Regions from separate parts of the Mus musculus genome. Here region 1 is linked to region 2. The links are chromatin contacts, called in public HiChIP or PLAC-seq maps. All regions are on one chromosome and are shown on one strand. The core of a region is the stretch at or near the end of the contact, and the rest is flanking DNA. Distances in the headings are between cores, read along the strand shown.

Region 1 (5,516 bases), core at 3,015-5,514, 240 kb after region 2:
CTTTGATGGCTGCAGTTAGGGTTATGCAGTTGTTGGGCACTGCCTAAAAAATGTACATCAGGTTACCGGTTCCCAGGACACCCCACAATTATCCTTCAGTGGTTCAGAAGAGAAAGCCTGGGTAAAGAACGTGTGGGAGCTCGGGGTGACATACCTGTATCGTAGACACATTTCCAGGATATGTGTGTAGGAGTTCTTGATCTCCTAGGTTCCACAGGGTTTCTATTGGCTCCTTTCCCCAGGGGAAGCTGTAGTAAAGTTTGCTTCCCTTGCGTCCCAATTCATCCTGACAATCAGCGCTGCTGAAGTTAGAGGGACTCATAGCAAACTGCAAAACAAAGCGCCCCATTGATTTAGTGAAATGCTAATTTATCTATTTATTTTTCCTTGAGAAGGTCCTGGAGCTTCTAGCTGGCCAAAGATCTACCTGCTTCTGCTCTTTGAATGCTGGGATTCACTGACTTCTAATTCCACAGGTCTCTCTGAGAATTAAGGTTGCCTGAGACTTTTATCCAGCAACAGGTTGAAAGTAAGTCTCAAACATAAAGGCTCAGGTACAGTAACAGCACTCAGCACATCTGTACCAGGAGAACACTGATATCCACTGGTATGTGTCGGATCTGCTATTACAAGTTACGTCTAGCATCCTGAGAGTGTAGCTCAGCAGAGTGAATGCCCAGCACACGCAAGGCTTTCCAGTTTATATCCAGGACCGCAATAAACTGCAAACAAACGAACTGGAGGGGCTGGAGATTCACACCTTTAATCCCGTCTAAACTAAGAGGATTGCCATGAGCTGTAGGTCCGACTGAGCTGAAAGTGAATTCCAGGTCAGCTTGGGTTAGAAGGACGCTTTGTCACAAAAAGCCAAAATTCGGGCCACTGAGATGGTTCAGTAAGCATGCCTGCCACTCAGACCTGAATGTCTGAGTTGGATCCCTAGAACCCACAGAGTGCAAATAGTATTAACTCCGATCTCTACACATCTGCCATGGCATTCAGGATGGGCTCGTCCCTATCCCCCCCAAATGCAGTAAGTAATGTTTTTTTTTTTTTTTTTAAAGATTTATTTTGCCAGGTGGTCGTGGTACACACTTTAATCTCAGCACTGGAGAGGCAGGCAGATCTCTGTAAATTCAAAGACTGCTCTACAAAGTGACTTCAAGGACAACCAGGCCTAGAGAAAACCTGGAGTGGTGCGTGTGTGTCATTTTATTTACATTTACCTGTCTGTGTGCTATATGTTTACAGAAGCCTTCAGAGGCCAGAAGAAGGAGTCAGATCCCTTAGAGGTGGAGTTACAGGCAGTGATAAGCTGCCTAACTTGGGTGCTGGGAACCAAATTCTTCCTCTAGAATACCACTGAACCATCTCTCCAGCTACACAATAATTTTCTTTGGAAGAAACTAAAACTGGCCTGGCAGTGGTGGCACGCTGCCTTTAATCCCAGCACTTGGGAGGCAGAGGCACGTGGATCTCTGCGTTCAAGGCCAGCCTGGTCTATAGAGTGAGTTCCAGGACAGCCAGGGCTACACAGAGAAACCCTGTCTGGGGGGGGTGGGGGGGGGGGAGAAAAAACTAAAACTAAAACACGAAACCCAAAGGTAAATCAAGTTCTATTCATAAGCCCGATGAGGTGGAGTATGTCTGTAAGTAAGCTCGGTGCTCAGGAGGCTTAGACATAGGAATCCCCAAACTGGGGGTGATAGCTCTCTTCATAATCCCTGAGCTCAGACAAGCAGCAAGTTCAAGGTCATTCTAGGCTACATATGGAGCTTGAGATGTGGCAGGGTTATACAAGGCCCTGTTTCAAATACTAAAACCAAAATATGAGTTCAATTATTAACTACTGAAATTATTACTGGAGTACCTTTCTCCACCACAGAAGCCGATGACGCAACCAGAAATCAAGCCACTGGCTCGAAGTCCTTGTGGGAGTAAACCATACCAAGGAAGCTTCCGTCTTTTCACCAACTCTTTATTTAAAAACAAACAAACAAAAAAAGGAGAAAAAAAAATATTCATTCATTAAAATTCCATATCATTGTAAAAACAAACAAACAAACAAACAAACAAAACAGAATGTTAATGAATCACAAAGTGAAATAGTGAAATACTTGAGTATTTAAGTAGCAAACCAGGTTATCTGTCACAGTTTGTACCTTGTAACACTGCTGGGTGTCTGATTGCTGTTCGAAACAGGATGGAAACAGACTCCAATCTGAGCAAGACCGAAAGGTAGCTTTCTGTTTACCAGATCCAGGCAATTAACATAGTGCTCCAAGGCACCTGCCAAGAAACAAACCGATCATATAAATCTATTTCACTTAGGGAAACCAGCAGTGAACTCTGAGCCCAGCACTTGGTATCCTGGTACTCAGGGGTGGAGGCAAGAGGACTCTGACACTTTGAAGCAAGCCTGGGCTACAGACTGATTTCAAGGTAAACTTGAGATAAAGAAATCAGGTTCTCAAAAGAAGAAACAAAAGAACAGTCCAGTATCTTCAGAGAGAGAAAGAAAAAAACCAAGTGTGGGGCAGAGGCCAGCCTGGCCTACAAAGTGAGTTCCAGGACAGTCAGGGCTACAAAGAGAAACCCTGTCTCGAAAAACCAAAAAAAAAATCCTTAAACCTGGAAAGACATCTCAGCTGGTAGAAGCAGCTGCTGCTAAGCCTGAAGTCTTGAGTTCTATCCCCAGGACCCACACGATAGGAGGAGAGAACTGACTTCCATGTTATCCACACTGAACTCAAAATCTCATTTTCAGTCTGCAACTTTGATCTAAAAGACTGAGAGGTAAAAAACAGCTGATGTTTGGGGGACATGGTGAGACTGTTTAATCAATCAATACCAAGAATACAGGATAAAATATACTACAATCTAATTGCATTTATCACCGGCTTGCTTTATTTTGCTTTAAAAATTTAAGGTTACAGTATATACTAATTTTCACAAGCTTGGATTTGTAAGGTGTTGTTAGCTACTCCATACTGCTAAACGGCAGAGGCAGCATTTCCGAATTTGTTATATTTGACTTTAAAGATGTGTATCTCATCTTCTAGCTGACAAGCTAAAAAATTACCTGGCAAAAAACCCCACAAAAAAAAAAAAAACAAAACAAAGCAACAAACCAAAAACAAACAAACAAACAAAAAACACCAAGAAAAACCTGAGTTGCCAGGCAGTGGTGGCGCACGCCTTTAATCCTAGCACTTGGGAGGCAGAGGCAGGCAGATTTCCGAGTTCGAGGCCAGCCTGGTCTATAGAGTGAGTTCCAGGACAGCCAGGGCTACACAGGGAAACTCTGTCTCAAAAAAAAAAAAAAAAAAAAAAAAAAAAAGAAAAACCTGAGTTGATAATTGTATTTAAAACTGGAACAGAGGAAGTCTTTGAAAATGCCTTGGTATCAATGAAAGCATGTGACTGATTTATATAAGGTCCTACCTCTATAGTTTTAGGTTTGCTCGTCAAACTGAATGCTTTACAAATTTCTTCAGGAATGATGCCTCGGACCTTTGCCTCAAGGTGGATCACTCTGATGTTATTAAAAAAAAAAAAAAAAAAAAAAAAAGGAACCTGGTCACTTCTTTGCCTGGAAGCCTAGGGCCGTTGCTGTCTCCAAACTCGTGCAAGACTGCTTTTCCACCCCAAATCTGTTCAGAAGCACGAAACGCGAAGAGCCATACCGTGAAGAAGAGTCGCCCGTAGTTTCCCAGAAGTTTTTAATAAGTTCTCAAGAAATGCCACTAGCTGTTCCTTACTCGGCTCTCTGTCTTGCAAGATTTCGCGTATACTTTCTGGAGAGACTAACCTGAAGGCACTGTCCCTCGGCTGCGAAGAGCCCGGCTCCTGGTGGAGGGAGTCCACCGCGAAGACCTGCTCCCTGAACACCACCATAGAGGACCACCACTGTGAGGCTAGGTTCTTTCGTAACTCTACACCCAAAGGTCCAAAGCGCGCGTGGCACCCGCTCAGCAGAGCAGCCGTGCTGAGCTGCTGCGGCGTCCCGCTGAAAAAGTGCCTCCTCCGGCAGAGGTCTACCAGCGCCTCGCGGGCCACCGCATGCTCGGGGGCGTCAGGCTGCTGCGTCCCATCTGCGGGACCCGCGTACCCGGACAGCCAGCACCTGCAGGCCCTGCGGCAGGCCCTGGCGCCGCCACCGCAGCGCATCGCTTCAGGAGTCGGAACACCAGCACCTCCCGTGCAGAGCCGCAGTTTCAAACCTACACCAGCACCAGGGCCTGGGGTGCAGGCACAGCGGAAATGGACGTGCTGTAGACCACGCCCCCGGAAGAGCGTCACCCGCTGCTGAGCAGCAGCCGCCTTGGGCGTATCCCGGCCTCCGCGGCTGACGCCAGCGTCTGATTGTTTACTACCTTTGGGATTTTCCGTTTGGTAACTCCACCTGCCTCACATTCACTTGTTTAGCTTTTACCACAATCCTGTTACTATAGAGTTAGCATCAGGTTTTCCGAGCTGCCAAACAAAACGAAAAAAACCCCTTCCAAAATGTTGTCCTGGACGGTACTGATGTGAGGCTTAGCGTTCAGTCTCCAAGGGAATGTGTTGTGCACTTTTAGTTTATACTAATGCTGGCAAACATTATCACCAATGGCCACTCCACTCTCTCCCGGGTGTGGCTGGACAGACAGGGTGACCAGGTCTTAAAAAGGGCTTCGGGAATTTATTAACCACCTCCTTAAAAAGAATTTTTTTTTTTTTTTTTAAAGATTTGTGAGTTGCTGTCTTCAGACACACCAGAAGAGGCCATCACTACAGGTGGTTGTGAGGCACCGTATGGTTGCTGGAAGAGCAGTGCTCTTAACCTCTGTACTTCCCTTCTCGTAGAAATCAGTTAATACCTGACTAGGACAAAGGGGTGTTTTTGATACTGGAGTTTGATTATAAGGTGCAGGACTGTTGTGGTAGCTCACTCCTATGTTAACATATGCATAAGGGACAATCTCTGACTTCAAGGCCAGCTTGGCCTATGTATCAAATTCCAGGATAGCTGGAATGGGGAAGGCGGGGGTGCAAAAACCCAGGTAAGAGGCCTCTACGCGAATAAATAAATGAAGAGAATGGGGAGAAAAATCACATTTATTAGTTAAGACAACCACAGGCTGGACACAACACACATGCTAAAAAGTGGACTGTCTTTTAAAACTTCAAAGGTAATTTTTTCCAAGCCCCACAATCATTTCCATAATTATTTACAAAATAAAAGGTCCACATTAAGACATTGAACAGTAAAATATGTAATAAATGCTCCAATCTACACCTATACTTAAAAATCATGAATCTGACTAGCCATGCCATTGAAAACCACTCAGTACTAGAGGATGAACCAGTTTTCAATGTTATCAGCCCTGGAAAACACGCCCAGCTCCCACCCCCAGCACATTCTATTTTGTTTTAACATTTTATAAATAAGGCATTAACAATAAGCCCATTTTAAAAACAAAAAGTTAAATAACTTCCTTTAAGACTTTTGTCCTGGGCAAAAAACACACCAA
Region 2 (5,303 bases), core at 767-3,266:
TCCCATGATCCAGCTACCACTGCACAGCCCTAGCTCAGAAGACCTGCCCTGCCCTCGCTCCCCTCCCTACTAATTCAGTGTCCGAGAGTTATCTGTCAAAGCCTGCTTCTCTTTCTCCCAGGTCAGGCTTGAGCCTGCGACTGTCAAGCCTATCCTCTTCCAGGAGGAATGAGTTTCCCAATGGCCAGGACTCAAGTGATCCCTGCAAGGTGCTCACACTTACTGACTTGCATTGTCTTGCCTCAGCTTAGCAGAGTCAGGAGCTTCCAAAGCCCTCCCCTCTCAGCATGTGATGCAGAGGAGGTAAGAACCACAGGGCTGGATGAGAACATGGCTCTCAGGACAGATGTTGGCCCCAACCCCAGCCCATCAAATACTCCAATGCCCACCGCTTGACCCACACACAATCTGTCTGAAACATCTGCTGTGACCAGTGGGTGAGCCAACTTGTCTCTAACTTCCTGGGTTAGCTGCCAGACTATGGAATCTGGCCTATTGAGGGTCAGAGGTGGGCATGGAGGAGGAGCAGCAGCAGCAACTATGAGGGGACCGTGAGGTTTGGTGGCGAGCACGTGCTGGTGGGTTCAGTACTTACAAGGGTGGCAGGATTAGTGCTGCTGACCATAGACACACATAGATATATAGGTGACTCCTAAAGATTACCATATCTGAGCATCACAATACCCCAGGAAGAGGGGAATCCTGCTTCCATCTGAGGAAGGAACAATCCCTAGTTCATGACTGAAGCCTGATTCTGGTTCTCTGCTTACTCTGTCATGAGGGAGGACAGGCACCAACATCCAGCCAATGAGACAGACACTTGTTGGGACATCTGAATTAGACTGCAGCCTTATATAGAAAAGCTAACAGACAGAAGGAAAGATGAAAAGATCTAGAAATGCAGAAGTCTAATGACTGCTCACACTTCTTTCCCTTTGTGATCTACGTAAACACATCTGGGCTCCACATGTTATGACTTTAGACCATCCACTCTCTTCTACTTCATGCCTGTGCTTGTGCATAAGTGCCACCGTGGCTTGCTCTAGGTAGCCAATTGGTTCATCTGGCTATGTGCCCAGGCCAGTGGCATGGCACACTGGTCACTAGGTACCAAGAATCGAACCTTGAAGGTCTGCCTGGTTGTAAGACCCCTACGGCTTATGTCGCGTAGCAGATCTGAAGCCTGGACTTAGGGTCTGATCTATGTGAGCCATGCACAGACTCTGATGTGAAGCCAGCAGACTGCTCAGCCCCCAATGTCATGTCATAGCTGTGCCAGCTCTTTCTCTGGGAGCTAGGGAATGGGGGGCTCACTTCCATTTTCCAGTAACACATCAGAGTCTAGGACCTGTTTTAGACTCCTTCAAATCTAGATGATTTCCAAAGTCTTCCTTAGAATGTCAGTGACTTATTAAAAACAAACAGGCTGGAAGAGCAGCTAGGTGGCTAAGAGCACTATTGCACTCCGGAGGATACACTTCAGTTCTCAGCACCCACTGGTGGCTGAGAACCACCATCAACACCAGATGACACCCTCTTCTGACCTCCACAGGCACCCCACACACCCCGCATTCACTCACACAGACACCCACACATGCACACCCATTAAAAATTAACACCTTTGTTTAGAATTGCTACATATTAACTTTTCCATTTTAGAAGAGGTGGCTCTGCCTGACTCTACCCCTGCTGCTGTCAGGTCCTGCACATTGACGGAGATATTTTCCACCACCGACTTCCGGATGAAAGGATAGAAGTTGGCGTCAGCCATTTCTTGTACCACAAGTGTGTGTACACGTGTGTGGACATGTGTTTGCACTCCTACCCCATGCTCCTGCACACTGTGCACTGTCATCTTCAGGCTCAGGGTAACAGGTTCAGGACTCCTCAAGCCCCATCAGATCATCTGCACAGACTACTGAAGAAATATCACGTGTCTGAAGAAAATGGCCCCCAGGCTACTTGGGCTGAGCCAAACCACTGCCCACGTCAGACTCTCACCACTTTTTGTCTTGTAGGCTACACAGAAGAGGCCACCTCTTCCTTTCTCAGGAGAGCACGTGTACCCTTTATCAGTCTTTCTTAAAATGTTCATTTTTTACAGGAAACACCCCCCCCTCTCTCTCACAGCAAGAAACAAAGACTATTTCACAATGACGTCCAAGCCAGTGACACAGGATGCGGTAAGACGTCTCAAGGAACTGACAAGCATGTTGCTTTTCCTTTTCCCAGTCCCTGTATCTAAGGCAGGCTCTGCACTGGGGCACAGGGAACAAAGACAAACACAGAGCTGCAGAACACAGACAATGCATCAAAAGGGTTTATGAACAGAATCTGGCCTCCACAGGCTGCTAGGATGCATTTCCAGTGACTGTCATCAAAATTTAAAGCTGAAGAATAAATGTGCGGAGAATATTCATTGTGCCGCCTCCTCCATCCACACGGGGAGGAAGGGTAGCCTCCCAAGCCTGCTTCCAAAGGCAATGTTTGGGGAAGCCAATGTTCCGGAGCTGAAGCAAGGCCATCCGCAGACACTGTCTATCTATCTAGCTCCTGGGGAGGACTGTATTTAAAATGAGCTTATCTCCAACGCAGCATGGACGGACTCAATTCTGTGGGAGGCCAGGGATGCCTTTCTGCTATAAGAGAGATTGAAACAACTGCTCCTGAGTTTGGTCTCACATGGCTGCTGTGTCAAGGTGGCAGCTGTGGTGGCCTGGTCCAAGAGCAGAGACAGCAGGGCACTTTCTTCACATTTGTGTGCTTGTTCCCCAGATTTGAAAAACAATGCATATTCATTACAGAACACACGTAAGTTCTCTCTTCCCAGCTAGAACAGAATCATTTCACTGTATTTTCTTTAAGCCTAGCTGCCCCCCCTTTAAAGACATGGTCTCACTGTATAACCACAGATGACTTCAAACTGGCAATCCCACCTCAGGCTCTTGAGAACTAGGACTACAGACTCGCACTGCCAGCCCAGTTTCAGTCTTTTTCCAGCGTACCAATAATTAAGAAATAATAATAAAAGCATGTGCCGGGGGCTGGAGAGATGGCTCAGCAGTTAAGAGCACCGACTGCTCTTCCAAAGGTCCTGAGTTCAATTCCCAGCAACCATATAGTGGCTCACAACCATCCGTAATGAGATCTGATGCTCTCTTCTGGAGTGTCTGAAGACAGCTACAGTATACTTACATATAATAAATAAATAAATCTTTTAAAAATATTTTTAAAAAAAGCATGTGCCTTTAATCTCTGCATTTGTGAGTTAGAAGCCAGCCTAGTCTTTATAGTAAGTCCCAGGTCAGCCCCGGCCACATAGTGAGACTGTGTCTAGTTCCCTTCCACCACCCCCAAAACTGGTTTTATAAGATAGTCTCCTGTAGATTGGGCTAGCCTTGGATTCCTTGACTTATGATTCTCTTGCTTCCATCTTCTAAGTGCTAGGATTACAGGCTGTGGCGCCATGCCTGACCAATGCAGCAATACTTTCAAGATTCCCCACCCATCCTCCAGACAGGGTTACTTTGTGTAATAGTCCTGGCTGTTCTGGAACAAGATTTTTGCTATTTTTTTAAAAGTGTGTGTGTGTGTGTGTGTGTGTGTGTGTGTGTGCGCGCGCGCGCGCGCGCGTGTGTTTAAAGGCTGCCCACCTTGTTTTTTGAGACAGGGTCTCTCACTAGGACTTGAGACACACCGCGTAGGCCAGACTGGCTAGTCAGGGAGCTCAGAATCCACCCGTCTCCGTCTCCTCAGTGCTGGATCACAAGCGCGCACCATCATACCTGGCTGGCTTATCTGGGAGTTAAATGCATGTCACCATGCCAGCAAGCCCTTACCTACTGAGTTGTCACTCCAGTCCCTGTCACACTTGCCTTTTCCCTTACTGTGTGTACGTATGAGCCCAGAGAGATTACCAGTTTATAAAGTTTTATTTCTTATGGTGAGGGGGTGGGGTGGGTAAGCACACGAGTGCAGTCACTGACCAAAGCCTAAGAATTGCATGAGATCCCCAGAGCTAGCATTTAGACCGGTGTGATCTGCCTGATACGGGAGCAAAAGCAGTGTGCACTTGTAACTGCTCAGCTCTCTATCTCAGACCATCTTCTTGACAGGGTCTCACAGACCCTAACCGTATTAACTAAACTAAGCTGTCTGGCCACTGGGCTGCAGGGATCTCCCTCGCTCTGCCTGCCTAGCTTGGGAATTTCAGATGAACATCAGCATGCCTGACTCTGCATGGGTGCTGGGGAATCTGAACCCAGATCTTCGTAAAGCCGACATTTGCTGACTGGGTCATCTCCCTCTGCATTTACGTATTTCCTAATTCAACTATTTATATCCTTACTATTGAGTCATAACATTCCTTTATATAGTTTGAGTATTAGACCAATATAAGAGAAATAATTTACAAATGTTTTCTCCTACTCTGTGGACTATTTTTTAAAGATTTAAAAAAAAAAAAAAGATCTATCAATCTATCTATCTAGTGAGTATACTGTAGCTGTACAGATGGTTGTGAGCCTTCATGTGGTTGTTGGGATTTTTGAATTTTAGGACATCTGCTTGCTTCAGTCAACCCCACTCGCTCAGTCTCTGCTCGCTCCAGCCCAAAGATTTTATTTATTATTAATTAAATAAGAACACTGTAGCTGTCTTCAGACGCACCAGAAGAGGGCGTCAGAACTCATTACAAATAGTTGTGAGACACCATGTGGTTGTTGGGATTTGAACTCAGGGCCTTCGGAAGAGCAATCAGTGCTCTTAACCACTGAGCCATCTCGCCAGCCCTAGAGATTTATTTTGATTATTTTCATTTTTTTGCATCTATGTGTGTCTGTGTAAGTGTGTGGCACATGTGTGGAGTGCCTAGGGAGACCAGAAGAGAATGTCAGATCCTTTTGAAGCTGGAGTTACAAGCAGTTGTGAGGCACCATGTGGGTGCTGGGAATCAAACCCAGGTCCTCTGGAAGAGCAGTGTGTGCTCTTGACCACTGAACCATCTCCTACTTTTTATTTTTAACTTGAAAATCTGCTTTTACTATATTTTGTTGATTTGTATTTAGTGTATGGGAGTGGGTTTTCTCCACCATGTGGGTTCTGGGACTGAACCTGGGTCATCAGGCTTGGTAGCAGCCCCTCTACCTATGCCATCTGGCTTGCCCGCTTTCAACGCTCTCTATGGCACTTTTTATGGCACCGTGGCTTGACTTAGGTGAACCTAGTTTACTTTCCTTTGGATGTTTGCTTCTGTTGTCTTTGTAGGAGCTTTAGTTTTTCTCTTTTTGCTTCCTCGTATTCTT

What was found. HiChIP or PLAC-seq counts read pairs in DNA pulled down with a chosen protein or histone mark.
Region 1: a contact with region 2 is called in an H3K27ac HiChIP or PLAC-seq map of thymic regulatory T cells, with 5 times the contacts expected there. The contact joins the promoter of Polg2 here to the enhancer-like site in region 2. A contact is called at or near these places in 5 of 39 promoter capture datasets (the C10 cell line, the HPC-7 cell line, HPC-7-derived erythroid cells and 2 more), 17 of 484 Hi-C or Micro-C datasets (CD4 T cells, CD8 T cells, astrocytes and 11 more), 8 of 115 datasets of contacts at active chromatin or transcription factors (DN3 thymocytes, acute myeloid leukemia, bone marrow-derived macrophages and 5 more) and 3 of 9 other capture datasets (adipose tissue, embryonic stem cells and liver).

Annotation. Positions count from the first base shown.
Region 1 is chr11:106,775,273-106,780,788 of GRCm38.p6, forward strand. Polg2 (polymerase (DNA directed), gamma 2, accessory subunit) reads right to left here and starts at 4,265. Exons shown (of 8, transcript NM_015810.2): 1 at 3,687-4,265; 2 at 2,163-2,289; 3 at 1,871-1,976; 4 at 155-328. The coding sequence starts at 4,170. It overlaps Ddx5 (DEAD box helicase 5), which reads right to left. Exons shown (of 13, transcript NM_007840.3): 13 at 5,084-5,516.
Region 2 is chr11:106,534,250-106,539,552 of GRCm38.p6, forward strand. The region is part of intron 5 of Tex2 (testis expressed gene 2); the gene reads right to left. Among named protein-coding and RNA genes, the nearest start is that of Gm22711, 36 kb to the left of the region's middle. Within about 2 kb of position 2,017, at least 99 of the 459 cell types and tissues checked have an H3K27ac peak or open chromatin away from gene starts, as enhancers often do. A contact at or near this core is called in CD8 T cells, DN3 thymocytes, the HPC-7 cell line and 7 more, where this site is marked.